Regions from separate parts of the Mus musculus genome. Here region 2 is linked to region 1. The links are chromatin contacts, called in public promoter capture Hi-C maps. All regions are on one chromosome and are shown on one strand. The core of a region is the stretch at or near the end of the contact, and the rest is flanking DNA. Distances in the headings are between cores, read along the strand shown.

Evidence for each region. Capture Hi-C pulls out chosen DNA fragments and counts their contacts.
Region 2: a contact with region 1 is called in a promoter capture Hi-C map of pancreatic islet. The contact joins the promoter of Mdh1b here to the promoter of Zdbf2 in region 1. A contact is called at or near these places in 1 of 115 datasets of contacts at active chromatin or transcription factors (bone marrow-derived macrophages) and 2 of 9 other capture datasets (adipose tissue and pancreatic islet).

What each region holds. Positions count from the first base shown.
Region 1 is chr1:63,269,733-63,275,181 of GRCm38.p6, forward strand. It overlaps Zdbf2 (zinc finger, DBF-type containing 2), which reads left to right and starts at 3,537. Exons shown (of 7, transcript NM_028673.1): 1 at 3,537-3,740; 2 at 5,364-5,446. It overlaps Gm11608 (a long non-coding RNA gene), which reads right to left and starts at 3,524. Exons shown (of 3, transcript XR_865482.2): 1 at 3,472-3,524.
Region 2 is chr1:63,726,560-63,732,283 of GRCm38.p6, forward strand. Mdh1b (malate dehydrogenase 1B, NAD (soluble)) reads right to left here and starts at 3,759. Exons shown (of 11, transcript NM_029696.4): 1 at 3,712-3,759. The coding sequence starts at 3,733. It overlaps Fastkd2 (FAST kinase domains 2), which reads left to right and starts at 4,066. Exons shown (of 12, transcript NM_172422.3): 1 at 4,066-4,132; 2 at 4,841-5,662. The coding sequence starts at 4,928.

The sequences.
Region 1 (5,449 bases), core at 2,287-4,786:
CCCAACCCCAACATATACTCTTTATTGTTTTGTTCCATATGTTTGTTTGGAGAATAAAGTTGTGCTACATCCCTAAGATGGCCTCAAACCGCTAATCCTCCGGCCTTTTAAAACATTTTCTTTCTGACCTAGGGTCTTTACCATCTCCCCCCCTCCCCCCAATGCTGCTCACTGTGTAGGCCAGGCTGGCTGCAGACAACGCACTTGTGCATTACCACATCTGGCACCCCAACCTCTTTAAAAATATTTCATTGTGTGTGTGAAGACCAGAGAACAGTTTTCAGTAGTTCCTTCTCTCTACCCACCATGTGTGGGTTCTGGAGATGGGACTCCAGTTGCCAGACTTGGTGGCAAGTGTCTTTACTCACTGAACCATCTTGAGGGTCCCTCATCCTCTTGTGTGTTGGGATTACAGGTAAGTGTTGCTATACTGGCTCCTACGATATATTCTTTAAAGTGCTAAAATGTCAGGCTATTGTATAAAAGTTTATAAATTGGTATGATAAAGAACAAGATAATAGATTTTGGGGGGTATACTAAACCCCCAAGTCGATGAAGGTCTAAATTGCTATATGATTCAGCAGTGAACTCCAGATCACCTGTACAGCCTTTCCCCATGAGGTGTTAGCCTAACATTAGCTAAAATGACCAGAAAGTGATTTCTGGATAGAGATGAACATTGTTTTTATTAAAGGGAAGACAATCTGAGAGAATATATACTTAGGATCCTGTTCCACCAAGACTAGGGAGGAGATGGGATGCAAGAAACCTGTTGACTAAGGTCATTTGGATGAGTTTTTGCTGTGTGCACACCTCAATAATGGATTGAAAAGGAAATGGGAAATTACAACTTTTTGATCTTCTCTTGTTGATAATGAACTCGCCTATCACTCATTACCAGTAGACAGAAATCCGATCTGAATGGGCTGCAGTCTGGTGCAGAATGGCATTGCTTCTAATACTGTTGGCTAGGATGACATTGGAAGAAAAATTATGTGTGTCCCATAAGACAGGGATAGTTTATTTTCTTAACATGTAAAACACCCTCCCAGACTTTGCACATTATATATACATTAGTGTATATAAGAAGAAATAGAAGTAAAAGTGGTTAAGATGTTCCAAAAAAGCTTTCTCAAATTCAGACCTTAATTTTTGTGACTCATGTTTTGAGTCAGCTGTTGATTGCTGTGATTTTTTTCCGTGCAGTTCATCTTCTGTGACATGAAAATGCTGGTGATAGGCAAGATGACTCAGCTTGCCATGTAAACCTGACAACCCGAGTTCAAACCCTGGGACCTGTGATGAAGAGATGTGGCTCTTTCAGTCTCTGACCTCTACTTGGTCTTTTTGCTGTAGGAGCTCCGTGCCTGGCATACCTACACATGCATACTGACTCTCCGTATAATATTTAAATTATAGATATAAGTTAAAATGTTTTAAACTGCTAGTAATGCACAAGATCTTAGTCATTCAAGCAGCTAGCCCAACCTCTCCCTCGAATTTTGGCGCTGGCACCTTCTTGATCTAAGTAGGAGTCAGTGACTTCAGGTGATCTCCAAGCCATCTTGTCTCTCTTCAGTGTTTCTGATTAAAGTTGAAAAGGGATTATAAGTGGGCTGCTTGACTCAGTTAAAAAAAAAAGAAAAAGAAAAAAGAGATATTCAAGGTGGACTTTTTCCTTTTTGTTTTAGTACTGGATTAGCTTTATAGTGTGTGTGTGTGTGTGTGTGTGTGTGTGTGTGTGTGTGTTGAGTTAAAGTCTTGCTGGGTAGCTCAGGCTGGCCTCACATGTGAGATCCCCATGCCTTCTGGGTGCTGGGGATTGCAGGAACATGGCACCTTGCCCAGTGGGGCTTGTCGTTTCACTGTTCAGCCACAGGTCCCCCAAAGCACTGAGAACTAATGTTCTTGCTGAGCAACTGGGTACTGGCATCAAGGCAATAGATTTTAGCCCATCTTGTCACCCTCATCTCGGAAGTGCTGGGGAAACTGATTTTGGTTTTAGAAAAATCCTCCTTTCAAAAAAAAAAAAAAAGTCATCCCTTTCCCCAGGAAATCTTTTCCACATTTATTGTGTGTGTGTGTGTTCCTGTGCGCTTGAGCTGTCTTGAGCTAGAAGCTTGCAAGTTGTTTTCAAGTTTGAATGGCGAGATGTCTAATACTTCCCTTCCTTGTAGGGTTGCGGGTTTCATTAAACAATGCATTTTTACTCGTTTGAAGCAAGAACAGTTTTAAACAGCTGCACACATCTTTTGTATGTGGTAGCAATACTGCCATCTGGCCAACAAAATCAAGAGGCCCCAAGTTTTTAAGATGCATTCTGATTTTGGAGATGTTGAAGTGGGAAGATTAAAAAAAAAATGTGTGCTTTAGCTGAAATACAGTTATGTCAGGAGAAAAGGGTTAATTCGTGACTGGGTTTCGTCGATAATTCCAAGGCTGACAAGTGTAAAACATTTCTCTTAAAGACGTTTGTATTTTTGGTGTTTTACAAGAAATCTAGAGACTGGGAATATATACATCAGGGTTTGGCTGGAATGTGTTGTGTGTTGAGTGGCTGGGATGAGTCTCCAGAAAGGCCGTGCCAACAGCACCACGAATACTTTTACATAAAGCATGGCTCCCTAGCCTTGAGCGGTACTTGTACTTTAAGCACTTAGGAGGGCAAAGCAAGAGAATTAAGAGTTTGAGACCAACCTGAGCTACTTAGTGAACACCCTGTCTGCAAAAGAAAAGGATGTGTGTGTGTGAAGGAAATATAGCTTTCAGAGGCTGTTCTTATTTTAGGTAACGATTATTTTCTTCATCACAGACTCTTAGTACATATTCAGTAGTAACTGATTTAGCTTTGTGTCTCCCCATAGCACTTGGTTTTTGCTCACTACTGCTTTTGTAGAAGATAGGGCAGTGAATGTACTTGAGGGCAAACAGATATTTGTTAATTTTCGTAACCCTTTCTTGTGCTTATTAGAAGTCTGAATACCTTGTCTCTTTAAAGGAACCCGGGTCTCCCCTTTTGTTAAAGGGGGCTCATTGGACTCATTTTACAGTTACCCTTCAGCAGTGAAACGCAGAACGCGATAGCAACCTTAAAACAGTGTCTAGCCCTGAGTAAACGGGTCTTTGAAAAGCAGCTTTTGGTTGAGGCACCTCACTGCAGACTCTGGGCAACCAAGCTCTTCATTAACCCCTTGAACGCCATTCTCCTTGCCCGAATTCACATGTTGCTTCGCGAGCCATTTTTCATCTGGTCACTTGGGACTTAACTTCTCCAAAAGCTGAAGCTTGGCTCTGGGTCCCGGTCCCAAGCCCCAAACCCCAAGCTCTGATTCGGGCGGGGGGCGCGTGGGGCGGCGCCTGCAGGAAGTGTGCGCTTTAAGAGCGGGAGGAAGGGGCTCGCAGCGGCGGGGGCTGGCGCGGGGGCCGGGGGCGGCGCCGGGCCGTGCGTCAGAAGGGGCCCAGTGTTCGCACCTTCGCTGACGTCAGAGCTGCAGTGGGGCTGCGGTGCCTTGGCCAGCCCGTGCCAGCCCGAGCCCAGTCGCGACTCGGAGCCCGCGTCGAGCGACACGCGCTCCGCTCCGCTCCGCTCCTCCGTTCCGGGCGGGCGTGGCCCGGGGCCCGGCGGCTTCGGGACGTTTCGGGGGTCCTCGCGGCGCGGCGGAACCCAAGCGGCGGGCAGCGCGCCCAGGCCGGCCGCGGCCCGCAGCGGCCCGGAAGGAGAGCAGGAGGCATCCACGGAGGTGAGTGCCGTGGCGGGGCGGGCCGTGGCGGTGTGCGGGCCGGGAAACCCGCTTCCTGCCCGGGGGCGGCGTGGACGGCTCGTCCGGACTCCCGCGCTCGCCGCGACGGACTCGGGCGGCCTCACGGCGCGCAGCCCCGGGGCGGCTGCGGGGCACGGCGGAGGGAGGAGGTGAGCCCTGGTGGCGGCAGGGACGCGGGAGAGGCCAGGGCGGGCAGCGGGCGGCGGGCGGCGGGCGGACCGGGCCGCGCGAGGCATTCGGCGCCACCTGTCCACACACCCCCTTCGCCGCGTTGCCTGCGCGCTCGGTCCCCGGCCTTCCCCGCCGCGGAGTTTTGCTGGGGACCGTCGATGCTGGGTCGTGTGAGTGTGTGCGTGTTACCGATCGCTTTGCTGCCGTCGTGCAACAGTTGTGTAGAGCTGGTCAGAGACGCCATCGTCGTCTTTACTTGCTCCCAAGAAGGCCCTTTCCAGGTTCTACGGTTTTCTGACGACAGTTATGGGTAGCTCGGGAAAGAAAAAGAAAAGATGCAGGTCGCAAGGCACTAAAAACGGTTTTCGTCCCCAAATGATACTGTTTTTTTTAAATACGTGTATTTGTTTTTGCTGCAGTTATATGCTTCGAGGGGCGGCGAGGGGCATGGAGAAAGCCCGTAGCAAATCTCATCCACTAGAGAGAGTCCATTAACAATTTCAGATTATCAGCCCCTTCTTTTTGAGAATGTATACGTTCATGTACTTGCTTCATGTGCGTGTTTTACATAAGTGTGGGTGTTTATTTTTCGTTCTTTTCACTTAATACATCGAGGACTTTTTCTGTATGGTCTGAAACCAAAGCGTTACATGCTAGCTAGAAACTCGTTGAAAATTTGATTACGTATCACTGCAGTAGCCAGCCCATTGGCTGGAAGAAAGCTGAAATCAGGGTAGCAACCGGTTTCTATAACATATTGTTTACTCTTCCTAATAATTTGGGGCACTGTTTTTCATACCTGTTGGTCAATTGAGAGACTGATGTAGTTATTCATGACTAACATTAAAAAATGAATTAAGATAACAAAAAATGCCAGAATGTATACAGCTAGGGTATTGTTTTGTGAAACCTTTAAAAACTGCGTGTGCGTGTGTGTGCATGTGTGTGTGTACGCGCGCACTCTCGAGCATTGGGTTGTAATATAAAAATGTTATTGCTTCCTATGGTCTCATGCTAAATAACCTTAAAGTCACCAAAGTACTTTCAACACTCAAAAGGTATAAATGATGGAATTAAACTAAATGTTAATTTTATCCTTTTTTGTTTTCAGAGTAGTGATAATTGTATAGTGTACCAAATTTGGTTGCTAATTATTTGCTTTCACCTAATATTAAAACATTTTTTTTCTAAAAATTATTCTATTAAATTCTATTTTTCTATTAAAAAATGTCTAGATGTTAAGGAACTGAAGCACCATTTGCTCAGTTTCACCAGCCACCCTGTTTTTGGTGTGAGACCTGGAACAATATCCTTCCTTATTCTAAACCTCGGGTTGCCTCCTATCTTTTGATAAGATAATGCATTTGAAGCTGCTGACAGCATGCCTGGCTCAGATTAAGTGCTCACGGTTAGCTATTATTATTTTATTAGGACCCAATGGAAGTGTCCAGGATGCTTGTCGCCATCGGGAAACCAGCATAGCATGGATAACCCAAAAGGAAAAAAAAGCAAAGGTG
Region 2 (5,724 bases), core at 2,509-5,008, 460 kb after region 1:
CTGCATCCAGGTTCCTTCAGCCCGGACACCACTGAGAAGATCATGGTGAAGTAGATACAAAGAACAGAGAAATTTCCAAAGGAAGGGGATTCCAGTTATGCTCTGAAGCCCACACCGCCCGTCTTCTTGGAAACCTTGCTGAACAAATTCTCCCTGCCCCATTAGACTCTTATTTCTGTTTCTATTGTCTGCTTTCAAGCATAATTAAATGCACTTCACTTAAACTCCAGCTTCTCCTTCTTAAGAAACAAAAAGTCTATGCTTCTTCTCCTCAGCTATTGCTTTCTAGACGCGCCTTTCTGTTAAATCTTCTTTTATACATCTTATATCCTTGTCATCCATGGTATTAATGTTTATTCACTTATTATCCCACTATAACCTAGCACTCCACATCATTTTCCAGAAGGTGACTAGGGACCACCAGGGGCTTAATACAATGAGTACTTTTTTTTTTAATCCTTTTTTCTTTATCCCTGGTAGCATTTATCATGGTTTCCCATTTCCAGTACAGTAAATTCTGGATGCATCTCTATGGTGGGATACTCTGAAGGCTTCCATTGTACATCTCTGGCTAGCATTTTCTGTACTTTATACGTTTTTGTTCCCTCATCTATTCATTAGATTGTATTGCTCTGCAAGGCACATAATTTCATACCTTATCTGTGTGTATTCCTGGCCAAGCTCCTTGGTTTCAAGGGGCAGTCTGTGTTCCTAGCTCAGGTACGTCTTATCTAGATGCCTATACTTTCCTGTGTTCTATCATCTCTTTCTGAATGTATCACGGACACTCAGCAGGATAAGCTGGATTCTATTCTGAAATGACTAAGGTACTGCCATCTTGTTCGTCTCCACTTTGGGTTTGCTTAAATGATTTGCCCCTTTCCCACAATGATTGTGTCTCTCTTGGCAACCCATTTGAGATTTCCATGGCCTTGACCACAGTCCAGATGTTTTAACCAAAATAACTAAACTAAAATGACTAAAGAAAATATAAGTTAAAAATAATTGTCATGTTATGTCTGAAATAATTAACAATGGCTCTGCCAGCAATGAATGTTTCAAGGGTATGCTGATTCTCATCTAATTTTGATGTAAATCACACTATGGCTTTTGCCTTTAAAAACACCGAACCCCTGCTCTTGGGCACCAAGAGACGTTCAGAGGCAAAATCCCACTCTTGGTCTAGCCATTAATAAAAAGACTGAAAACTTTAATCAGCTTAATCACTGTGGTTGCCAATAACTATCTCATGCGGATCATTTTTATTTTATGTCTTCTACCAAAAAATGTAGGAGATTCTTGCATCTCCTATAGTAGTTAGATTTATCTCCTCACTTAAGAATATTGAGATTAGACAGGTGTAGTGGTGCATAGCTTTAATTCTAGCACTCAGGAGGAAGAGACAGATCCTATGAATTTGGGCCCAGCCTGGTCTACATAGCCAGGTTCAAATCAGCTAGGGGACATAGTGAGACTTTGTTAGAGAGAGAGAGAGAGAGAGAGAGAGAGAGAGAGAGAGAATACTGTGAGATGTAGATTATTAAACATATTCTTCTGATAAAAGTTCTTTAAATGAGTCCAAGTCTACCCAGTTACCCATAAGCTTAGGTGTGTAACTTCTCCTTTATTTCTCATAGTCATTCAGTGAATTACACATCTTCTCCAACATATTTCATCTTTCAGATCATTCCTCAGTCTATTTGCTTTTCTCCCCACAAAGCAGCTCTTTTTGCATGATATAGCTCCAGCCTTCTAACCAGCCTCTTGTTGTATCCATAACTCTCAGGGAAGATACAGATTTAATGGCCTTATCCCTTTATAAATAACCTTCTAGGTAGTTTTGCTAAAGTCTCACATACTGAATGTGGCTCAGAAGAATCCGAATCATCTCATTTGTCCTCAGCCTAGGATGCTTACATCCTTTCTTCCCTTACATCCTTTCTTCCAGCCCAGTTAAACTCATTTCAAATGTATGCTTACCAACCACTCTCAATTATCGTCAAATGTGGCCAAGATCTTTAGCAAGACCTAGATACTGGGACCGTGGCTTCATGCTTCCCCAGCAACTGCACCATCAAGGGCAGCTCAGGCTCTTTCAGAAGAGCTAGGGGTTCAAAGATACTACCTGAGTGCTCTGCGTTTCCATTCACAACCATATATGATCTTTATACTCACACTCCAGCTCTACTCCCTATTATCCACAGTAAATTTTTCTGCTTCTTCCCGAGTCTTCTCTGCTTGGTAACTGTAGTTGTTCAGGCATCTATTTAATCACTTTTCCCTCTGGGAAGCCCTTGGCTAGGTAGACCCTATACCACTGTCTTAGGGTTTTACTGCTGTGAACATACACTATGAGCAAGGCAAGTCTTATAAAAACAACACTTAATTGGGGCTGGCTTACAGGTTCAAAGGTTCAGTCCATTATCATCAAGGTGGGAACATGGCAGTATCCAAGCAGACATGGTACAGGCATAGCTGAGAGTTCTACATCTTCATCCAAAGGCTGCTAGTGGAAGACTGACTCCTAGGCAACTAGGGTGAGGATCTTAAGCCCATACCCACAGTGGCACACCTACTCCAATCAGGTCACACCTCCAGATGGTGCCACTCCCTGGCTCAAGAATATACAAACCATCACAACCACTGTTTCCTCCAGAACACTGACCTGTTACTGTTATATACAAAGTGTCCTGAAAGTTTTTACTGTATGTATTCCCACCATCCCGTTTTCTAGTGCTAAAAAAAAAAATATTTATCTGAATGTATAGTGAAGCAAAAGATGTACTTCCAAAGGGATGGTAAATTCCAATTGTGTAATAAAGAAGTGATTGTGGCCAAAATAGTTTGTATAGGAAGGCCAAAGGAGAAGCCAGACTGAGTGGAAGGAAGGATAGAACAGTAGGGAGCTCTTTTAAGATACTTGGTGAAAGAAGTGGGAGTGGGTGGGTGGGGGACTTTTGGGATAGCATTAGAAATGTAAATGAAATAAATACCTAATAAAAAATAATAATAAAAAGGAAAAAAAAGATACTTGGTGAAAGAAGAGGAAGCAGATACAGTCAACAGCCTGTTCCAGTAAGTAGTGGTGTTGCTTCCAGCTGTCAAGATGGTCTACATTAAAAATGTAGACGAATTGACACTTTGACATTATTTTTACCTAAATTCGTTAAATTTTGTTCAAGATTTAGTACAAACTTTTGTTGTTGTTGTTGTTTAAACTAAATATCTAGTTTATATTTTGTAATTCTAACCCAGGCCCTGCGACATTCCCACATCCAGGTCCTCCATTAGACTACAGATCTTCTAGCTCTTTGCCTTTATCTGGAGGTTGGTTTCTTTAATAGCTTAGTTATTTCCTTCTCTCCATCCATTCCTTATGCTCCTTTTCCCGCCAACCCCGCCGAGGCCTGTGCAGTTGTCCATCATTACATTAGTCACAGCAGATCAGAGGAATTCCTTATACGTTTTGTACCCCTTATACGTTTTGTGGGAATTAAAACTGGCCAAGGGCAGAGGTGGGAATTTTCCCCAACGTGTCCCCATTGCTCATCTGACTTTGACACATTGCCACTGTGTATCAAGCGTCTTTAAATGAATGCCTAGAAAGCCTGAGATGATCCTTCTAAAGGATGGGGCTGAAGAACAGAAGCCAGTTAACAAGGCTGACCACCCATGGGAAGAGATCTGTGGGCTTACTAGAGAAGCACTCACCCGCGATCACAAATTTGGCCATGATTTCTAGCAAGACCTAGAAACTGGGACCGTGGCGTCACGGTTTCCTGGCAACCGCGGCGGGTACTAAAACTGGCGCAGGCGCGTTCAAAAGAGGCTGCACCGCCAGGGGCTAAAAGTTCAAAGTCACTATTTGAATGTTTTGAGTTTCCATAAACAACAATAGATGAACTTTATAAGCTCCGTGTTTTCCTAAGGCTCTCGCTTCTATCTTTTCATCAGAGAATAGAAACTATTCTTTCTGGAAGGTTTTCCTCCCTATTTGCACATGGCCTCCGCGGTCGCTGAGAACCGATGCTTTTTGACTTATAAAAGAATCCGTAATACGTCACCAGACGCGCCGCTTGAGGAGGAACTGTCATGGCTGCGCCTATGTGTAGTCACGGGGTTCTGTTCGAAGGTGAGTGGATGGCAAGCAGAAGCGGAATCGCGGGCCGGATCGTACTTGTCTTTTTACCTAGGGGAGAAAAGTTTGGGAAGTGGCCTGGGTCTTAAGTTTAGGGCAGTGCTGGGCGGCCCATTTGCGGAAAGACACCGACTCCGGTTCCGGGATCTTGATGAACCTGGCTGATTGTAGATTCTCAGGCGGGAAGGACATCGCTTTTTTTCTTTAATTCCGTCCCTAACCAAGACCGACCTGTCCGAGTACGTTTTCTTAACAGTTCGCTTTTGGCCAATGCAAGATGATCTGAAGTGTCCATCAATGATACAGTTTTCAGTGAAGGCCTCCAAAGTAGTGTTAACAAAGTTCTCCTTAGCCGATATTGAACACCTACACAAGACATTCTTATCTATCTTTCTGTCTGTCTTATCTATCTTTCTAGCTGTCTATTTCTATCTCTCAGTTTACCTACCTATCTATGCTACTTTATCCACATTTATTGATTGACTGATTGAAACTACTTTATCCACAACTGCTAAAGTGATTGACCTGGGTACTTTTACAAAGATGAAATAAACGTGGAGGAAGCATACCGAGGACATGTTCCATTTTAATATAAAACTCTAGCGGCTCGTCGGTGCCCATGCAAGCCCCTGTTAGATGCATTTCCCTTATTTAAGCAACAGTTTTTAACCATTATTTCTTTTATTTACCTATCCTCTACAGGACAGTCCACAGCATGTGCTCTTTTTTAGAAAGACGGCAACTTGCGTTGCATCTTGGGTATTTGAAAGTGTGCCAATAGATAGCAGAATGAATAGCAAAGCACGTTCCTTGTTATGGACCATCCGACGATTCAGTACGTTACTTCCAAGAAGCAGAGCTTTGAGGATAGATCCATTGGGAACTTGCAGACCAGAGGTTATTCATTCAAAATGGAACCCAAGAAACCATCGGCTAAATGTTTTTGATGAGGGATTGCAACCATCTGTTAGATACCTCTTTCAGGATATATTTATTTCTAAATCAGTAGATGGTTGTATTCAAACTAAAGGCATAAGCCATTCAGCCGTTTTTAAACCTGATAGGCTGCTTTGTCCTAGAAGACTGTCCTTTGATGCAAAACATTCTTTTGTCTCTGATGGGACATCTGATCATGATTTAAAGAAAATAAACTTTCATCATACCTCCAGTGAAGATGTGTTCACCAAGAAAGTAAGACCAACCCCTGTGAATTATAAAAAGCTAGCCCAGGAGTGTAACTCTCTGAGTGATGTGCTGGACACATTTTCAAAAGCACCTACATTTCCTGGTAGTAACTATTTCTTAGCAATGTGGATAATTGCCAAAAGGATATCTGAAGACAAGAGGCGCTTTGAGAGACAGCTGATGTTCAGTCACCCTGCCTTTAACCAGCTGTGTGAGCAGATGATGAGAGAAGCCAAGATTATGCACTATGACCACCTCTTGTTCAGCCTTAATGCTATAGTGAAGCTGGGAATCCCTCAGAACACTCTTATGGTACAGACTTTGCTGAGGACGATTCAGGTAAGTCCAAAGAGACTTAAGTGTGGCTGTACTGCGTTTAACATGGTTTGAAGGAGCTCAGG